Linked DNA regions of Mus musculus: region 1 is linked to region 2. A link is a contact called in public promoter capture Hi-C data. All regions are on one chromosome and are shown on one strand. Each heading gives the region's core, a stretch centred on a gene start, on an enhancer-like site or on the middle of the called end of the contact. The rest is flanking DNA. Distances are from core to core; before and after follow the strand shown.

Region 1 (5,389 bases), core at 2,301-4,800, 710 kb before region 2:
CAAAAGCATTTATGACAAATGCAGAGCTACCCCTTTCCTAATGATAGAAGTCTGAAAACGTTCCCTCTGGACCAGGAGTCACAAGAGCCAGCTTCTTCATCACCACTAAACATTGCCAAAGCAATCACAGAAAGACAAGCAAAAGGCCTCCTATTTCAAAGAGGTAAAGGCATCTTTTAGGGGCATAATCCTAAGATAGAAATCTCCTAAATTCAACACAAAACCTAGAGCCAAAAATGATCCAGGAAAACTTCAGCTGAGTAAGATCAACACATGAAACATCACTTTTCTAAACACCATCAATCATGAATACAGAAAGAAAAATATGAATACATAAAACAAGATTTACAGCAGCATCCAGAGAATAAAGTGTCTACGAATAAATTAAACAAAGTTAAAGGCTTATTCATTGAGAACCGAGGTGCACTGCTGAGAGAAGCTGAAGACGAGTAAGTGTGAAATTATCCCATGGTCATAGATTGGGATGCTTAGAACTATTAGACCAGCAAATACTGCTCAAGGCAATCTGGAAAGGAATGGGCACTCTATGAAATGACATCAATCTCTGTAGAAGTTGTAGGTCTGATTTTCATACTCACACAGAATTGAGAGATATTCTGATTAGCCAAGACAATTCTCAAGAGAAGAATGGAACTAGAACAATCACACCTAAGTGAAAAGCTTGTGAAAAAAGCTAACTCTACAAGTAAAGTACGAGTGAGAATAGATCACAGAATAGAGTTGAGTCCAGATCACAGGCACATGTCTGTGGTCAACTGATGGATGAACCGGATCCCAAAAAACTCTCAAGAGGGAGACTGAAGTCTCTTCATCCTTAGTGCTACACAACTGAAGAGGATATGAACAAGAGTAAACCTGGTCTTCTCAAACCAAAGATCAAACTGTACTCCAGAACTGGGCAAAAACAAACACAGGAGCTACAACCATAAATGTTGTGTGGGAAAAGATGGAAGACATGTTCATGGGAATGGATTTAGCAGTGGATTCTTAGATGCAACCCTAAAAGCACATGAAGGAAAAAACATTAGTTAGACTTCTTTGTATCATTTATCGTTGTGTTACCAAATAACTTTGATAACACTTAGCAGTATTCTCAGGAGAATTTGAACATTAACAAGTATGTTCACCTAAAATGAAGCTTGTTCTAAGCTGTTGAGCTTTGTACCCATCACATGAATGGCATGAACTACCCATGTTTAGTTCTGCCTCTGTGCCTGAGCACATTTATCCTATTTATCCTGACCCATCAGCCAGCTTCTCTGATGACACCAATGTAGTCTGGAAGTGACAGAGAAGCAACATTCCTGGGAGCTTCCTTGTGATGTGCTGTGACTAAGAAGTGTCCCCACGGGTTCATGTATTGAGTGTTTAGTCCTTGGCCACAAGCAAAGTTCTGGTTTTATTATCACTTAGATAAGAAAAATCCAAGACATGCCTTGGAATACACCCACAATTTCTTACCAAGGCAGAAGCCTGAGTAAATACATTTTATTAGTTGTCTTCCCTCCTCTACCTTTCTTTCCCTTTCCTCTTACCATGACCCTGAACTTCTTCCAAAACTTTATACACTCAAACTTCTGTCTCCAGATCTAATTGTATTGGAGATAACAGTAAGTTGTGGTCAAATAGAGCAATACCAATGTCTTGCACAAAGCTTTCTCTAACATGAGGATTCACTCTCAACATTAAGAGCTCTGTAATGGATATATCCATGCTATTGAACATTTTAAAACATTAACGTTTCTAGAAATTGGTCGGGCTTTTACAACTTTTGTAAAGTTTTTTTACAAAAACTTCTGTAGTGCTTTAAAGAGTTTTGTGATTGTACAGTGGGCTGTATTGGTAGTGATCTTGAAGTTTATACTGCCCATGGCCCATAGGTTGGATTTGCCCATGACAGAGTTATATGCTCAACTCAAGCATCTAAACTTTAAATTGTTATAAAGTCAAAAGAAGCATAAAGACCTGGACTGGACAGGTATCTAAAGGAAAGCTCTGTTCCTGATACTAGCTTCCTGGAGAAGAAACAACAGTATAAAGTGGACAAAGATCAAAATGTAGGAATAAGAGTCAAAGCCTTTAGAGGACACAGCACCAAGGCTAGGTGACTTGGATAAAAGTGATTATGAGCTTCATACTTTCCTGTCATATTCATGAATTTATAGCCCTTACTCCAAAAACAGCTATGTCCAATCCTCTAAAGAGAGTTGGTCACACAGATAAGTAGAGGAAGCCTATACTGGTTGATTTTCTATCAACTTTACACACAGTAGAGCCACCTGAGAATAGAGAACCTTAATTGAGAAAATAGCCTATCATAATGGCTGGAAGATGAACCCATGGAGGTATTTTCTTCATTGATGACTAATGTGGAAGGGTCCATCCCAGAGTGGGACAGATGGACTTGAGATGTAAACAAAATCAAACTGAGCAAGCCAGGAAGCAGTATTTCTCCACAGTCTCTGCTTCAGTTCCTGCCTCCAGGTCCCTGCCCTAAGTCCCTGCCCTACTGTAAGGTTAAAAATAACTCTTCCTCCCAACTTGCTGTTGGTTACAGCCATTTGGGAGCATGAAGTCCTCAACTCATTGTGTGAGCTCATGAACACCATGCTCCAAAGGCCCCAGATCAATCATAAATGTTGGTCTAGCAACCACAGCATGTCACAACTGCTTCAAAAAAGTTTTTGTTTTTTGTTTTTTGTTTTTGTTTTTGTTTTTTTTATTCCAGGTTTGGTGTCACATGTCTGTAATCTCAGCACTCAGGAGGCTAAGGGAGGGAAGTTCCAAGTTTGAGGCGATCTGGAATACACAGACGTTTGAGAGCAGTCTAACTTTGTGAGAATTCAAGGCTAATCTGGGCTACTGCCTGAGATACTGCCTTGAGAAAACAAGTCAATAAGTCCCCAAACCAACGGCTTGATTTCTTCTCAAATATCTAATGATTTAGGGAAGGAACATAAATCGCTGTGGAGGATTCCAGAAACCCTCCTTGCTAACCAGTCTGAAGTATCACTTCCTCCTGCTTCTTTTATTCTAACAATGCCTTTATCCTGTAAAGGATTCAGGGATCAAAATTGGGGACAAGAATTGAGCAGCAAAGAGAAAGCTAAAGAAGAAAAAGTGTCATCTAAGCAAAGGGTAAGGAGCTGTAGAGAGCCGAGGCAGAGGTCGGACATTCTCTCCCATTAGAACCATTGTTCTTGCTTTGTTCATTTATGTGATAGTTCCCTAAGGACCGAGCTCTCTCTACTGTCTTACATCCTCAAGTAAACCTGTATTCCCATCCCATGTAAAAGCCTGACCAGTTACTCAGAAATACTCACCCTAGATAGCAGAATGCTCAAATATTACTTTGGTTTCAAGCTCAGAAAAAAAAAATAGTCATGGAAAGTTTATATAATCTTCTTCATATGAATTCTCAGTGTTCAGGAAAGCCTTGGGTCTGGGCCAAAGTAAGAAGTGTTGAGCTATTCAGAAATGGCTTGGCTGGTCAGAAGGGTTCGATAGCTGGGAACTGAAGCAATTTGCACAAAGTGTTGGTTGGCTGAGCTGGAAGAGTTGCCTTCCTCTTGGCAAAGCCTTCCTAAGGGAGGCAAATGCAAAGAGCCTGCTGCTTCTCCCACGTGTGTGATTGTTTGTCTTTGATTCACTTATTATGTAAGAACAGGCGATCTCTCCAGATGGCAGTGACGGACAGAGTCTAGACATCGTTTATTGGCCGGTGACGTGGAAACAAGTCTGCAGTGTCTACTATTTCTCTTCTTTTGGATTTTTCTCTCCATTTTGCCACTCTTTTTTTGATATTGCATATTCTGAAAAAAATAAATGATCCTGACACTTCAAGTAACTCAAAAGCTCAAAGACATATTCCCCACTGTGTCGGGAAGGGCTGTTCCCATTTCCTGAGACAGTAGCTCTGGCCTGTGGCTCTGTCAGGAAAGACGGCAAATCACTATCATGCCTGTGTCTGGCCTTCCTGGTTTCCTCCAAGGTGGCATACTAAATAAATGAAGAAACAGTAGATCGAAATACACTCAAGAGCAGTGACTTCTCCCACTGGAATGTTCCTGACAAAAGTTTACTGTCTTCAACTTATTTAACTGCATCAATTTAACAAAAACATTACCTAGTATTCACTAGGCAACATGTGACCCGGTAAACCCTAGACCTCAGAGTCACTGGTACAAAGTCCTGTTAAAAACCTTGCTGCCCTGTGTAGTAGAAGAGAAAAGTCAATGATTTCAGACCTCTACTTTGCAGCACAGTGACTACTGACTTGTCTTCAAGTCACCTTTTGTTTCTTATATTCTGTGCTCAAACCCTGCTGGGATCATTCAACTTCTCCTAGGCTGCTTCTTGGTCTCAGCTATAAATAGGCCTCAAAGTGTATTTTTATCGTTTGGATCTTGACTTAAAGGACACTTCATTAAAAAATCCTTCCTGATGGTCAAGACTGTGTTAATCTCACCCTGTATTCACAGAGACAAGTGCTAGTTACACACCTTATGCTCAGGATCCAATCATTGGATCCCTAGGCTATGACACATGCCTCATACATAGCAGGAAAGAATTCTCGTGGATGAGTGACTACATGAGCACACTGGAGCAGCAAAGGAAGCACTTTTCAATGGTCCTTTACCCCAAATCCTTTTGTAAGTAGTTTCTTTGGAACACTACAGAGTTTCTTTGGTATAGAAATAATGTTACTGTAAAAGTTAGCTGGAGATATGCCTACAAATGGCAGATGTCTGTGACTTGGTAAGTCTGTAGAACTCTGAGTTTCACAAATGAAACTCATTTCTTTTCATTACGCAAAGGCTCAGAACATTTAAAAACAAAAGGCTTCTATGTAACATGTCACTCACTGCTTGCTTGGGTCAAAGAATCTTTTTGTGACCTATACATCATTGCCTATTGGTTACCCATTCTACTCCAAACATGTTCAGAGCCATAAAGAAAAAGAAGGAATTGATGAGTCTTATGCACGTGCCTGAAGGAACAGTGTTCCAGGAGTGATGTGATCGATAACCTTGGTTGTCAGCTTGTCTACACATAGAACCAACAACAACAACAAAAAAATCTCTCAATTCAAAAAGTCCATTACAATATCAGAGAGAGAGAAAGAGAGAGAGGGGGGAGAGAGAGAGAGAGAGAGAGAGAGAGAGAGAGAGAGAGAGAAGGGAGGGGAGGGGAGGGGGGAGGGGAGGGGAGGGGGGGAGGGGAGGGGAGGGGAGGGGAGGGGAGGGGAGGGGAGGGGAGGGGAGGGGAGGGGAGGGGAGGGGAGGGGAGGGGAGGGGAGGGGAGGGGAGGGGAGGGGAGGGGAGGGGAGGGGAACGGAAGGGAAGGGAAGGGAAGGGAAGGGAAGGGA
Region 2 (5,532 bases), core at 2,445-4,944:
GAATGTACACACTGTGGAAACTGTTGCATCCTGTCCATCCCACCCCACCCACTTAGGTCAACTCCAACCCAGCCCTTCTACTGCAAGCCTCATAAACATACACTCTATGTAGTCACCTTACATTTTACCCCTCACCCTTCCTCTGCATGCAGCCCAATGGTAAAGGGCCATCTGGCACTATTGTAGAATCTGCCTAGCCTTGCCAGTGGCAGGAGCAAAGCGTACCCGTGATAGTCTTTTCTGCCATATCACTTTTGTCCCTTCCCCAGAGAAAGAGCCCCGAGTGAGTGAGTTGAGAACAATATTTTCAAACCATCCATGGTACCATTCTGTTTCTCTCCAATTATCATTTTAAAACAGACTGGGTGTTACAGCTGAAGCAGCAGCAGTTCCTTATTTGGGGACTGGTTTATAAACTGCAGGGTTGAAAATACACCCCAGCTCAGGGCTTTTTCTATAGCTGGGGATGAAGAAATGAACAAAGCCAGGGCCCCAAAAGACCAATATAGTCAGCAGCTGCCAGGGACAGTTCATACTTAGAATGGTTAGCTGGCTAGAGATCGGGTCTATTAAAAGACTTGGTTTCCTCTGCAAAAGTAAAGTTTGAATCCATTAATTCTTAACTAGAAGCTTTAGGGAGCTGGACCTGGAACATGAAAACAAATTAATTACAAAGCAGTTTTCCAAGTAAGGTCAAAGATTTCCACCTTAAAGTAAAATCTGCAAATCTAACCAGGCTTTTGTTTTGAAAAAATAATTAGAGCAAAAGAGCAATAGACTGTCTGCATGTCTCCCCAGACTGAGAAATGATTTCCCCAACATCTCACCAGTGGTTTTCATACCCACTCATTTATCCACATATGTTAACTGAATGTCTAGTGTGTGCTGGACACTGTTAGGTGCCAGAAAAACAAAAGACATTCTCGACTATGAGGATGTCAAACTGTGGGGGGAAGGATGTTTTAAATATGTTGAGTGATGTAACAGGAGTATGCACCTATCTCGGACTTGGGGCCATGACAGAGTAGTAGATATGGACTCCAATAAGTAGGTGGTGGAACTATGCAAATTAGACAGCTTGAAGCAGATAAAGAAGACGCTTCTGGAAAGTGAGACTAAGCTATAAGATAAGATATCCACTGTGTCTCAACACGTAAGAGTCAGAAACCAACCACACATCAGCAATCCAGAACAACAGTATGCATGTCAAGATCCAGTAAATCTAGCAGCCGTGCGAATAAGCCTGCAGAAACACATCAGGTGAGATACAAAAAGGCAGGAAGTCTGGGCGGATTAACATGGGTTAGTGATCTGGGATCATGGGCATGTAGTCAAGCTCATTTGTGATGATGGAGCAGGAGAAAGCCAAATCTTAAGGAAGATGAATTCCCATCTGTCGAGAGTGCACCATGTGCCAGGCATTTGGCTAATCACTTCCTCTAAGTTATCCCATTTCATTTCCCATCTGAAATTGAGAGGGCTGTTTACAGATGGGAAACTGAGCCTCGGTGCCCTAAATCACAGTGATGTCAGTGGCAGGGCCGGAACACAAACAGTAAGGCCTGGCTGAGAGGTCTATGCACAGTAAGTCTGCTTACTTCCCTGCTAGGAAGGCACGGTGGAAAGGTTTTGGCACCTGGGACAAAGTGAGAAAGTTCTGACTTCACGTTAGAACATACTGGCTGGGGTGGAGCAAGCACAGACTAAGAAAGGATAATAACAATCCAGGTGGCTTCCTCTAACTTCTCAAATTAGACTTGGTATGGCAGCTTTCACTATTTCTTTATTTTTATTTCGTTAACCCATCGAAATGGCCATTGTTGTACATCAGGAGTTCTGGCACCTCTGACATGGGCATCAAACTGATACACACCCAAGTAAAGGTTCTAAGTCTGAGGCCAGGTCAGAGGTTGAACAAGGGGAAGGTTAAGTTTACTCAGTAGCGGTAAGGAAGAATTGAGGACCCCAGGCTACAGAAGCCAAGCTTTCTGCCAGGATGAAATCCTTTCTACCACCAAAAGAACATCCAGCCCTGAGGTCGTGTTCCACATCTGCCATAGAGAAGATGAGCGGGGGAGGGAAGAGGGGGCTGGTGACAGGGGCATGGAGCAGGTGTGCACCTACTGTTAGTCCCATGTGGGATCACAGCTACGAGTCAATATTTTGTAAGAACAAAATGTAAAGGAAACATACAATAAATAGCAACTGTTTACAATACAGTGGCTTTGTCTGGGAGATCTGAAGAAAATCATTGTCAGAAGTCTGGATCAGATATTGTTTAACAGAAATGAAAGACCAGGCGCTCGGGAGGAGCAGACAAACAGAGATAGGCCCTTGAAAAGTGTTGGCCAGCTTTGAAAGATTACAAAAAAAAAAAAAAAATCCAAAGAAAAATAATGGCTGTTGCTAAATGCCATGCATAGGGCCTGACAGCACTGACCTGTACATGCAAATGTTGTCAAAATGCTAACGTCCTGTACATTTTACTTCATTCAAACACCAAATTTTAGGGGCTGAGTAGACAGCTCATCAGTTAAGAGTGTTCTCTGCTCTACCAGAGCACCAGAGGTCCATTCTCAGCACCCATATCAGGCTGATCACAACTGCCTCTATCTCCAGCTACAACACCCTCTTCTGGACTCTGGGGGCACCCACCCATATGTGGCATAAATACACAGAGGCATACACATAAAAAATGAGTCTTGATAAATAAATATAAAGGGCATTTAGCTATAAAAAACGGAGATCTGTAAGGGTGAGCATGTACACATATTCTTTCCTTTTTTCCTTTTGACACAGGATTTCACTATGTAGTTATGGGTGGCCTGGAACTCACTGCGCAGACCAGAGGTCAGAAAACAACTTATAGGACTCTCTTCTCTGACTTCTAACTCAGGTAGGCAGGCTTGGCATGAAGTGCCTTTATCCACTGAACCAACTGTCTCAAGTGACTCACTATAATCAGACATGTGACATTTGGGGCAAATATAATATCGTCAATATTTTCAGCCCCTTACCCTAGCCTCTTTGAGGATGAAATTCTACTGTTGCATCAACACCCACAGTGGTTATACCCAGCACCCTCTGCCGCTTACTGTTAGAAGTGTTTCCCTCTCCAGCTCTAAATGTGCCCACTTACGACTGACATAGGCTTTCCCGAGAGAGCTAAAGATGCTATGTTTAAGTCTATCGACTGAAAAACCATGCTAAATCTAATTTGATTCCGCATTTATCATCAACACCCTTCTTAGTCCCTATTCTTAATCTAGTTTGTCCAATATATTCCACCCAGAATCTATTACCCTTCCTTTAGTCTAATTTCATGGGGGGGGGGGGGTAGAGACCAGAAGGGGGCGCTGGATGCCCTGGAGCTGGACTTATCTGTGGCCTTAAGTCTCCGGAATCCAGCTGTGGTGCTCTGGAAGGGCAGCAAGCACCCTTCACCCCTGAGCCATCCCTGCAGCCCCTTCTTGGCCCACAGTGGTGACCTGACCTGTTAGGACAGTTAACCAGCTAACTCATGTCCTTTGCCTTGGAAACTGTCACCGGAGCCGAGGGTCACCTCAAAACCACGCTTGAACGTCGAGGAAGCAGCCACACCTAGCAACACACGCGCAGAGCACGGTGGAGGGTGATGAGCTCTCGCGAGAGCCCAACTCTGTTCTCGGGCAACAGACGGTGAGGGCGGGGCGCGACGCTCGGGCGCTTCCGCAAAGATGGCGGCGGCTGCGGGAAGAAGCGCTTGGCTGGCGGCCTGGGGCGGAAGGCTGCGGCGCGGGCTCGCGGCCGGCCGACGAGCTGTGCCGACTCGCGGCCCTCTCGCAGCGGCTGTGGCCGGGGTAGCCCTGGCAGGCGCAGGAGCGGCATGGCATCACGGCCGCGTGAAAGCAGCCGCGCGCGAGGGCTCCCGAACGGTGTCGGCGCAGGTACGGCTCAGCCCGGCCCCGCCCTCAGGCACCCCTGGGAGGGGGGCGGAGGCACAGGAGACCCTAGGCGCCTGGCACGAGCCTGGAGGGCCTGGGGGGTTCCGGGAGGAGGCGGCGGGAGGCCCCGCCCGGGATGCGTGTGGGCGTGGCTGGGGCACGCCTCTGCCCACCTGGTGGATGGAGAAGGGTCCTTGACGTTTGCGGGGGCTGGGCACCCCTTAGTTAGCCTGCATCGTTAAAGAGTTCCCTGGTCGCTTCTTTGTTGAAAAGGGTGGCGTCGACCTACTGTGTGAGCCACACACCCCCCCAGTCTAGAGAATATCAACTCTAAAAGTTAAACAGCTGATAGTTGCAGATTTTATCAATTCCAATGACAGCTGTTACATAAGTCGAAACCGTAATGTTTTAGTGGACCCCGCCTACGCGGCAAAACAAGTTTTCCTAAACCTGAGCTGTCAGGATGCAAATGTTAAGTACCCTACTTCAAGATGAACCCGGTCTTGTAAAACCTTGGAAAGTTTGAATGTACTCTCTAAGATTTTTATAGAGAGAGGCATTTCAGTGTTTTGGGTTTTAGGGTTTTTAAAATTAAAAGCAGTTTTTTATTTTCCTTATTTGCTAGGTTTCTGTTACCTAGTTCTAGTGGGAAAACTCAAGCATTAAAATACAACAAAAAGAAAAGCATACCTTACAGATTAAAGGTTGGTAACTGTTTGATTATTGAACAGTTTATACAAACATTGACTCCAACCTCACACCACATCAGAGGTGGAAAAAGCTACACAAGCATTATAGACTACTTTTTAATGTTTTCTGTGATTTGTTTTCATTTTATATGTATGAGTGTTTTGCCTGCGTGTATGTGTGTACACTGAATGCAGACCTGATGCCCAAATGCCATAAGCTTGCATTGGGCCCCTAGAACTAGAGTTACAGGTGATCCTAAGGGACCACAAGAGTGCTGGGAACTGAACCTGGGCCCTCTATAAGAGCAGCAAGAGCCCTTAACCACTGAGCCATCTCTCCAGCCCCAACATTTTTGTTCATTCTATGTCAACCAAATTTATTGTTCATTATTGGTTTTTCTGTTTGCATATTCAATTCCATCCTATCCAGAACCTTAGGTTAGTCCCCCTGTGGTATTTACTTTAACATCCAAAACTACTAGTGCCTAGGATAATAAACTCATGTTTTGTTTTGTTTTGTTTTGTTTTTTGCTGGTGTTGAGTTTCCAATATAGTAGGCAAGTGTTCTACTACTGAACTACATCCCAGCCCCCCACATTTAAATTTTTGTAATATAGAGCCACCTTAGTCACAATCCATGACTTGTTATTAACTCAAAAAACTTCAGCCAGTGACTCACTCACTATCTAGGAACCAAATTTAATTCCCACCCACATTCCCTCCACAGTTTATAAGCTGATTTCACCTCCTTTGAGTTCTAAGATTTTTCTCTGGTTTCCTTTGTGTTCTGGCTCCCTTCTAGCCTGTTTCCCTTTAAATTAGTAACTTCAGCTTATCATTCACACCAATGTGGTATTTTGAGCGTTTCCTCACTTAGCCTGCTCATTTTCTTTTTAACCTTCCACCTAACTAAAGAAACC

Evidence for each region. Promoter capture Hi-C pulls out the DNA fragments that hold promoters and counts their contacts.
Region 1: a contact with region 2 is called in a promoter capture Hi-C map of liver, with 4 times the contacts expected there. The contact joins the enhancer-like site here to the promoter of Micu2 in region 2. A contact is called at or near these places in 4 of 39 promoter capture datasets (cranial neural crest, hippocampal neurons and liver) and 1 of 9 other capture datasets (adipose tissue).

The regions. Positions count from the first base shown.
Region 1 is chr14:58,708,287-58,713,675 of GRCm38.p6, reverse strand. No RefSeq gene overlaps it. Among named protein-coding and RNA genes, the nearest start is that of Gm25614, 61 kb to the right of the region's middle. Within about 2 kb of position 3,550, at least 10 of the 459 cell types and tissues checked have an H3K27ac peak or open chromatin away from gene starts, as enhancers often do. A contact at or near this core is called in liver, where this site is marked.
Region 2 is chr14:57,997,424-58,002,955 of GRCm38.p6, reverse strand. Micu2 (mitochondrial calcium uptake 2) reads left to right here and starts at 3,694. Exons shown (of 12, transcript NM_028643.3): 1 at 3,694-3,926. The coding sequence starts at 3,717. 3110083C13Rik (RIKEN cDNA 3110083C13 gene) reads right to left here and starts at 3,644. Exons shown (of 2, transcript NR_166770.1): 1 at 3,494-3,644.